Regions from separate parts of the Mus musculus genome. Here regions 2 and 3 are each linked to region 1. The links are chromatin contacts, called in public HiChIP or PLAC-seq and promoter capture Hi-C maps. All regions are on one chromosome and are shown on one strand. Each heading gives the region's core, a stretch centred on a gene start, on an enhancer-like site or on the middle of the called end of the contact. The rest is flanking DNA. Distances are from core to core; before and after follow the strand shown.

What was found. Promoter capture Hi-C pulls out the DNA fragments that hold promoters and counts their contacts. HiChIP or PLAC-seq counts read pairs in DNA pulled down with a chosen protein or histone mark.
Region 2: a contact with region 1 is called in a FOXA1 HiChIP or PLAC-seq map of pancreatic cancer cells. The contact joins two enhancer-like sites. A contact is called at or near these places in 2 of 484 Hi-C or Micro-C datasets (the Ba/F3 cell line and cerebellum), 1 of 115 datasets of contacts at active chromatin or transcription factors (pancreatic cancer cells) and 1 of 9 other capture datasets (embryonic stem cells).
Region 3: a promoter capture Hi-C map of liver shows a contact between it and region 1. The contact joins two enhancer-like sites. A contact is called at or near these places in 10 of 39 promoter capture datasets (the C10 cell line, the HPC-7 cell line, cranial neural crest and 7 more), 2 of 484 Hi-C or Micro-C datasets (embryonic fibroblasts and liver) and 3 of 115 datasets of contacts at active chromatin or transcription factors (hepatocytes, pancreatic cancer cells and stem cell-derived neural progenitor cells).

What each region holds. Positions count from the first base shown.
Region 1 is chr5:93,295,508-93,298,375 of GRCm38.p6, forward strand. No RefSeq gene overlaps it. Among named protein-coding and RNA genes, the nearest start is that of Ccng2, 29 kb to the left of the region's middle. Within about 2 kb of position 1,419, at least 83 of the 459 cell types and tissues checked have an H3K27ac peak or open chromatin away from gene starts, as enhancers often do. A contact at or near this core is called in liver and pancreatic cancer cells, where this site is marked.
Region 2 is chr5:92,960,567-92,963,434 of GRCm38.p6, forward strand. Shroom3 (shroom family member 3) reads left to right here. Exons shown (of 11, transcript NM_015756.2): 10 at 1,525-1,797. Among named protein-coding and RNA genes, the nearest start is that of Gm36764, 47 kb to the right of the region's middle. Within about 2 kb of position 1,470, at least 91 of the 459 cell types and tissues checked have an H3K27ac peak or open chromatin away from gene starts, as enhancers often do. A contact at or near this core is called in pancreatic cancer cells, where this site is marked.
Region 3 is chr5:93,015,040-93,017,907 of GRCm38.p6, forward strand. No RefSeq gene overlaps it. Among named protein-coding and RNA genes, the nearest start is that of Gm25521, 3.3 kb to the left of the region's middle. Within about 2 kb of position 1,347, at least 4 of the 459 cell types and tissues checked have an H3K27ac peak or open chromatin away from gene starts, as enhancers often do. A contact at or near this core is called in liver, where this site is marked.

The DNA of each region.
Region 1 (2,868 bases), core at 169-2,668:
AGAACTATTATATGTGTAAAGCATATTTCTCCTCCTTCCTTTCTCCAGTTTTTGGTGGAGTTAAAAAAAAAAGATGGGGGTGGGGTGGGGGAGATGGCTAGATTAGTATTTTGAAGCAGTTTGCCTTGGCCTGAAGCCATGGAATAAAAACTTGTGTGGGTTTTCCTCATGTCTTGGTGCTTCCATCCCTAAGATAACTTCCAGGGCAAGCACATCCTTCGAAGCTGACTGTTTTGGAGGCCCCAGCAGTACTTTGGATTCTGCCAAATGGGGGTTTGGTTCTATCTCTGCCTCTTGCCAGCATTATTTTCTCTGTTGCTGTGATAAAAGATCCTGATAAAAGCCACTTAAAGAAGGATTTATTTGACTCACAGTCTGAGGGTCCAGTGCATCATGGGAAGCCTCAGCTGAAGGAACTTGAGACAGCTGGCTACATTGCACTCACAGTTGTGAAACTGTGATGGTTGCTAGGGCTCAGTCCTCTGGTTTTCATTCAGTCCAGGACTCCAGCTCTTGGAATGGTGTCACCCAGTTTTAGACCTCTCCTCTTAACCTAATGAGGGTAATCACTCCCTCAGTGATTCTAGATGCTATCTTGTTGACTGTATTAACCATTACAATGGGAAACCTCATCACTTTGAACCAGAGTTTTCTCATTTCCAACAAAAGGCTGTCAACCCATTAACACAGGTGAAGAGGCAGCTAAGGGATCGGAAAGAAGGCATTCAGAGGGTGGCAACTTTGAATATTTAAGCAGCAAATTGAAGATGGAATAGTCAAATTAGGAGCCCAAGCCAAGTTTGTGCCTTGTGTAAGCCATCTACTTAGCCTGGGAAGCTGTGGAACCTTCAAGAACATTGCCTCAGGCTTCTCCTAGTGCCCTGACCTTTGACCATAAAGAGTGATGACTAAATGTGGAATGTGGGCTGGTTCCTCTCCTCTAAGGCTTGTCTAATATGTTGTTCTGAGCTGGCCTCTCTGGTCTTTAAGCTTCCTATCTAGAAAACGAACTGGAAAATCCTGGGATAGCCGAGATGGGAGTGGGCTTCTCTCATTTCTGTGGAGCTGTGATGTGATGTTAGGTATAAAGTTCTCACTGGCCCTTGGTCCGCAGAGGCAAGTGCAATCACTCCTGGCAGGCACTCGGGAGTCTGGTATAGTTCCAGGCTTGTTTCTAAACCACTGCTCACACAGCACTCTCTGTAGAGCTGACCTTCAACCCTCTGGTTTAACCGTTGGGATTTTTTTTTTTAATTTTCCCTTTCATTTTCTTTTTCTTTTCTGATAACAGAAATTGCAGTGCCATTCGGTCTGCCAAGAGGAAGAATTCCAGAACCAGCTTGCTTGGGTTTAGACTCTGTCACCTTGAGAGCCCATTATTCATCCTCTGTGACTCTGACTCTTCAGGTGGAGCCCGGGGACTAATGAACTGGATTGTTTGCGTTGAGTCAGGATGTGTACGGCACATGGATAATAACAAGAGCTCTGTTTGTTCTGTGAGCTGTTCAATAACCACATGCCTCACCACAGTCCTATGAGTAAGCCCTATTTTTACCCCCATTTTATAGATGAGGAAACTGAAGCTTAGACAGGCTACATAGCCAGTAGGTAATAGAGACCAGAATAAAACCCAGATTTTTGTTTGTTTTTTTTTTCTCCTCTTATGCATGTCATGTTCTTAACCCCTGCTTACAGGATCTCCTGTAGTGGGTGGTTTTAAAATTGGTTATTAACTTTATTTTGAACACATACCTCTTCACTTTTATGTGTGTGTGTGTGTGTGTGTGTGTGTGTGTGTGTGTGTGTGTGTGTGTGCCAATCCTGTGGGTGCCACCTGGCTTCCAAAGAAGACCCCCTTTCCATGGGCACAGGCAGGTGAAAACTCAGGAGGGAAGTGAGGCTGGAGTCAAGAGTTATTTCCAGAGAGCACCAGTGGCATCACAAGAACAGACCAGATCCCCCTACACCCAGGCTTCGGTGCTGGTGCTGGGCTGAGCTCCAGCTGGCCTCTCGCCTCTGCTCCTTACTCCAGGTTGAGACTCATGCAGCTTCACTTGCAGCTTTGGGAACTTTTGCTCTAATTAATCCTAAGAGTGGACCTGCAGTTGGTGGCGGGTGTTTCTTTCCTTTTCTAGTTTTTTTTTTTGTCCCCCCTCTTTCCCCAGACAAGGTTTCTCAATGTAGCCTTGGTTGTTCTGGAACTCCACCTGTAGACCAGGCTGGCCTTGAACTCAAAGATCTGCCTTCTAAGAGCCTGAATTGAAGGCTTGTGCCACCTCGACACCACTGCCTGATCAGGAGGTGACATTTTTAAAGGCAGTTAGACAGACACATATGGCTTCAGGGACAGTGACAAGTCCATACTTCCTTTACCAGTTATCCCTAAACCTTCACATCTGATCACACCAGGATCATTCACAAACCCGAGACATACTATGAACTAAACTCTTATTTTCATCTCCTCAGGTTTTCCATTTCGAGGCTATCCTGTTTTGGAACTCCAACCAGGCACCGTACCCCATTTATTTAGTCAACATGTCTCCTTAGGCTGTGTTAATCACGTCCCTGTTGCTGTAATGAAACTACCATGACCCAAGCAACTTGGGAAGGAAATACTTTGTTTGATTTATGCCTCCACCTTACTGTTTATGATGGAAGGAAATCAGGGCAGAAACCTGGAGGCAGGAGCTACCGTGGAGACCATAGAGGAGTGCTGCTTCCTGGCTTGCTCCCCATGGCTTGCTCAGCCAGCTTTATTTTAGAACCCAGGACTATCTGCCCAGCGTTAGCCCCACCCACAATGGAGGGACCCCTTCCCCATCGACTACTAATTAAGAATGCCCTACCCCCTGCCTACAGCCCAATCTT
Region 2 (2,868 bases), core at 220-2,719, 330 kb before region 1:
CCGTCAAACACCAGAGCTGGGTCTGGATAGAAAGACCCAGCTGACTGGACGTGGACTCTGGCCTCAGAGTGCCATATGAGTCCCATGCACCAAGCTGCCTACCTCCCAGCATGCGCACTGCTTAGGGCCTGAGAGCCAGCAAGCTGACTCCAGCAGACTAGCAGAAGAACGGGGGACCTGGGTATTAGTAAGGCTTATACAAGCACCCCCACCTACTGGGCCAGGTTGCCCACCCTGGGTCAGACCTGAGCAAGGTCTTGCTGTATAGCCACAGCTCCCCTGGAACTCACTGTGTTCCAGGCCTTGGCCTTGAACTCACAGCCATCCTTAAGTGCCAGGACTGCAGGAGCTCACCAACATGCCTGGCTGAGAAGAGTACTCTCTGCTAATACTTTGAGTGCCCAGCCTGGCAGCTGTACCTGCAAGGTTAAAAAAGACCAGGGCTGACTGGGCGACCTGACCTGACCTGGCAGTGTCTGCTGTTTCCCACCCGTGTTGCCTTCAGCTTGTCTCTTCATAGGCACAAACTTATCCAAGCTCTGTGCTAGTGGGCAGCTTGTTACTGAAGTCTGCTGCGCTGTCCCACAGTGATGGCTGCCAGCGGAGGATGCTTTTGGGGGGGAGGGTAATAGCATAATTAACCCTAATTACTTTTTCCCTCCCACTCATGTTACCGTGGGCCGAGTCTTCTGTTGAGGAAATGCTTAGACACCTTACAGCTTTTCCCTTAGAAGTGAGGTTTGTGTCAGTTAAGCTGCCTGTAGCCACGGAGATCTGGAAAGTTGAACTGACAACAGGATGTCACTGTTTAAGCCAGAGCTTCTCTTCAGAAATTAGTAGTTAGAGGCTTACGTTACATAGTTGTGGCAAGCAGGTCCAGATTTAGTTAAAAGGCAAAGCTGAGTGGCTTTCTGATACAGTGTCACCATCAGTGTGTGTAATGGTCATGTGAGAGCCCATCTGGTGATGCATGGGCCTGAGGTGGGCGCATCCCCAAGTCTCACCCTCCCCGCTGTATGCGGAGGACTAGATGAGGCAGAACCTGTAGCTCATAGTAACTGCCCAAGGCCAGCTATCCAGCTCAGCTCTCAGACCGTGGGTGCTGGAGGCCCTTCACTCCGGTTCCGTGGCTGCTCGTTTGTAGCCGAGGATGTTCACCCCGCCCCTCCTTTCTTGCTCGTGGTATTGTGCCTAGTAAGAAAGAAAGGACATTGAATGAGAAGTTAACAAACCAGTTGGAAAGGCAGAACTGTATGCAGCATTACACAGTGAGGAATATGACTAGTGCGTGTATAATCAGGTGTGGGCTGGGGAACTCTGAATAGGCTCAAAGAATGGCAGTTGTAGACATTCAGGGAAAGGCAAAGGAAAAAGAAAAAAAAAGTTCTGATTTGAGTCATCAGTCCCCACAGAGCTGAAGAGCTTTTAGCTGAACCTTGACGGCAAGGGCGGGGCCGGGAGTGCCCATCCACATTCCAGCAGCAGCCCTGGCTCAGCTTGGCTCTGTGTCTCTCACCATTCTAGGCTGAGCTTATCGGAAGCCTTACCCACAAGCTGGAGAGCCTCCAGGAAGCCAAGGGGAGCCTGCTCACGGACATCAAGCTGAACAATGCCCTGGGAGAGGAGGTGGAGGCTCTGATCAGTGAGCTCTGCAAACCCAACGAGTTTGACAAGTACAAGATGTTCATAGGGGACCTGGACAAGGTGGTCAACCTGCTGCTGTCCCTGTCTGGACGCCTGGCCCGCGTGGAGAACGTCCTCAGAGGCCTTGGTGAAGACGCCAGCAAAGAGGAAAGGGTATGTGGCCTAGCAGGTTACCGTCTGAGCCCTCTGTCCATAGAGACACTTCTCCGGGATGACCATCGCTGTGGGTTGAGAGAGCACCTGCTAGGCAGGATTCAGTGTGGATACTCTGGGCAGATGCACAGGGCCTAGGGCCTCTCCTTCCTCGCAGAGATAAAAACACATTAGACGCTTAAAGGAGAGGAGGACCACAGAACCACTGGGATAAGAGGGCAGAAGTGAGCTTCAGGGAATCTGCACGATGGGCCCAGCCGTGGGCAGGTACGTGGGCACGACTGTGCTGTCCTCCACTGGAGGGACAGTGCTGTTGTGACAGACACTTGGCTTTGCGCTTCATGTGCAGTGTCCTGAATCCCTACCATGCTGCATTAGTGCTTGACCTCTCTAAAAACAAAAATCTCAGTAGAAAGAGGACAGCTGACCCAGTCAGTACCAAACTCAGCGTCTCCACGTGCCATGATGACAGGGGGAGGGGAGGGGAGGGGAGGGGAGGGGAGGGGAGGGGAGGGGAAGGAAGGGAGGTCCATAGGCTTCAGAGCTGCAGTGTTTGATCTGAGCCGCAGTGAGGAGTGTGCGAAGCTTTGATGGCGACAGTGCTAGGAGCTCAGGCTGTGCCTCAGACTTCTCTTCATGGTGAATCAGACACAGCATGTTTAATTCAAGCCTCAGAGTGATTAGGGAAAGAACTGTCAGAGTGGGGATATTGATAAAATTCACCCACTAACTTTGTACTGTTTTCTAGGATTATTATAGAAATCCTATGAGCTAGCTGGGCGTGGTGCTGGCGGTGGTGCTGGCGGCGGCACACACCTTGAATCCCTTGGAGAGGCTGAGGAAGGCAGATTGCTGAGTTCAAGTCCAGCCTTGTCTACATGGCTTTCCAAGCCAGCCAGGGCTACATAGTGAGCCGCCACCTGACTTGTCAGATAGGGGATTTGAGGCAGAGTCACGTGACCCTTTAGCAGTCCTAGGTCAGGTAATTTGTACTGAGGGATGTGTAAGTCACTGCACTTCACGATTGGATTCCATCTTACATTGTCTCACTCATGTTGTCCTGAAAGGTCT
Region 3 (2,868 bases), core at 97-2,596, 280 kb before region 1:
ATTGGGAAAGGCATAGGTTTTTTAAACCTCAAAGCCCAGCCCCCAGTTGCACACCTCATCCAATGAGGCCACACCTCCTAATCCTTCCCATACAGTGCCAGAACCAGAGGACCAAGCATTCACACATATAAGCCTATGGAGGCCACTCTCACTCAAGTCACCACTATATGAATCACATTTTAAGGGATGTATATATGTATATATGTGGGTATGTGTGTCTATATCAGATATGTTTGTCTGTTTTACACATTTGGAATCCTATGGAAACTACCTGACTTCTACAGTCTGATAACCTGTTTTTCCTTAGTGATGCTTTATGAACATTTTCTCTTGAGACAGGGTTTCTCTGCATAGCCATGATTGTCCTGGAACTCAGTCTGTAGACCAAGCTGGCCTTGAACTCACAGAGATTCTCCTGCCTCTGCCACCTGAGTGTGCGATTAAAGGCATGTGCCACCACTGCCCAGCTTTCAATGTAAACATTCTAAAGATAAACATGCTTTTATTTTTCATTGTGGAAAATATCAACTGTATCCCCAAATATGAACAATATCATAGTAAACCCCATGAATTCATCACTTGAGTTAAAATTATTAATCATTAAATATAATTAAGATACATACATATACATATATGATTACACTATAGTTGTCTTCAGACACACCAGAAGAGGGCATCAGATCCCATTACAGATGGTTGTGAGCTACCATGTGGTTGCTGGGAATTGAACTCAGGACCTCTGGAAGAGCAGTCAAGGCTCTTAATCACCAAGCCACCTCTCCAGTCCTTTAAATATAATTTTAATGACTCATATTCTAATGCACAAGTCTCACTTTGTGCATTAACCGATTTTATGGTAAGGAAAATTCACATTGATTTTCATTATCATAAATGACTGGAAGATAAGATCTGTCTGCATAGTTCTTTGTGTAACTATAAGATTGCATCAGGATAAGTTCTTACAAGTACAGTTACTTGACATAAGAAGGTGAGCATTTGTTATTTGTTGCCAAAGCTTGCTGTGTAACCATGTATCATATCCGACTATTATACTACCCTGTCCAACAGCAGTTATTCCTTAAACACACATTTGCCTGTTAGATGGGTCAAGTGACACACTAGCATGCTTGCTCTGCCACCACTCACTGTCACTCAAGTTCCATGCAAGAAGAGAGACCAACCATACCAGAGAGCTTTCCTGGGAGCTAAAAATCAAAATGAAACCAGAGAACATGTCCTTTATTTCACACACTTCTCCTATCTTACAAAAACACACCCTACCTACCTATCCCCACTCAGGTGATAAGGTACCTAGCATTTGTTCCCACCTTAAAAAGCCAGAATGTTTTATTTGACAACATTAGAGGCAGCTAGTAAATCTGGAAAAGGTTGCATCAGCCCCTGTCTGGGGTGAGAGCAAAGAACTGGATCAAAGGATTTGGAAATGCTTTAAAAAAAAAAAAAGATTGATTGATTGATTGTACATGAGTACACTGTACCTGTACAGATGGTTGTGAGCCTTCATGTGGTTGTTGGGAATTGAGTTTAGGACCTCTACTCTGGTCAACTCCACTTGCTCTGGCCCAAAGATTTATTTATTATTATAAATATAAATAAGTACCAGAAGAGGGCACCAGATTTCATTATGGGTGGTTGAGAGCCACCATGTGGTCACTGGGATTTGAACTCACGACCTTTGAAAGAGCAGTCAGTGCTCTTACATGCTGAACCATCTCACCAGCTCCAAAATGCCTTTCTGTGGGGAGCGGGTGCAGCAGTAGTCCTAAAATGGCGCCCAGGACTGCAGCCAAGTCTTATGACTTGCACCTGACTTCCTCATACACTGGAAAATAAGCCATGTCCATCGTGAGAGCTGCGCAGACGCACCATGACGCAAGATCAGGCCATTTGACGAAGGCCAATGAACTGAGATTACGCGGACTGGTCTGATGGGGCGTGGTTGAGGGGTTATATAAGGGATTGCGATTGGGGGCTAGAGGGAGATTCCTGCTTGCATGTTGAAAGGTTCCTGAATAAACTGCTTTGAGAAGAACGCTGTGTTGTCGCTCTTTTCTGCTGGTTGGAGACAGAAGGGACACCTTTCTATGTTCTTCATTAGTGTCCAGACTTTCACAGTTGGCAACATAATATCCACTTTTAGCTAAGTAAGGAGCTTCAGGACACAGGAAGGCTTCTGACATAACTAAAACTCCCTTAAAATTTCGCTCCCCATTCTCCCAGCTGGAGTCAAGAAGAAGATGTGTAAGGATGGCAAATCAGTCCAACACTGGACAGTAGCATCCAGAGAATGAAGGGCAAGGAGTGGCTACAGGGACAGAGTCCAAAGGGACATCTGGGTATTGGTGCACAAGCTTACACCCTCCTGGAAGGTTAACCTCACAAGGACAGACTTCTTATCTTTTGCAGGGCTGGGGAGATAGGTCAGTGGTTAAGAGCACTTGCTGCTCTTGAAAAAAACCCAGGTTTTGTTTCCCTGATCAACATGGTGCTTGCAAAGCCTCTGTAACAGCAGTTCTGAGGATCTGATGCCCTCTTCCAGTCGCTCTGGGCATCAGGCACACAGGTGGCACACGCAAATAAATGAAGGCAAAATATTCACACACATAAAATAAAAATAGTTTGAACTTTGGTCTTTTTGTGTGTGTATCCCAAGGTAAGAAAACAAAAAGCAAACCATAGCATATTATAGAATATGTGCTTAGTAAATATTCATTGGGTGGATTCATTAAAGCAGAAGATTGTAGGCTTATAGCCAGAGACATTGTTATATGTTATCCTTAAAGGCCAGAAGAGGGTGTCAGATCCTCTGGAACTAAATTCTAGGCAGCTGGAAGCTATGCGATGTGT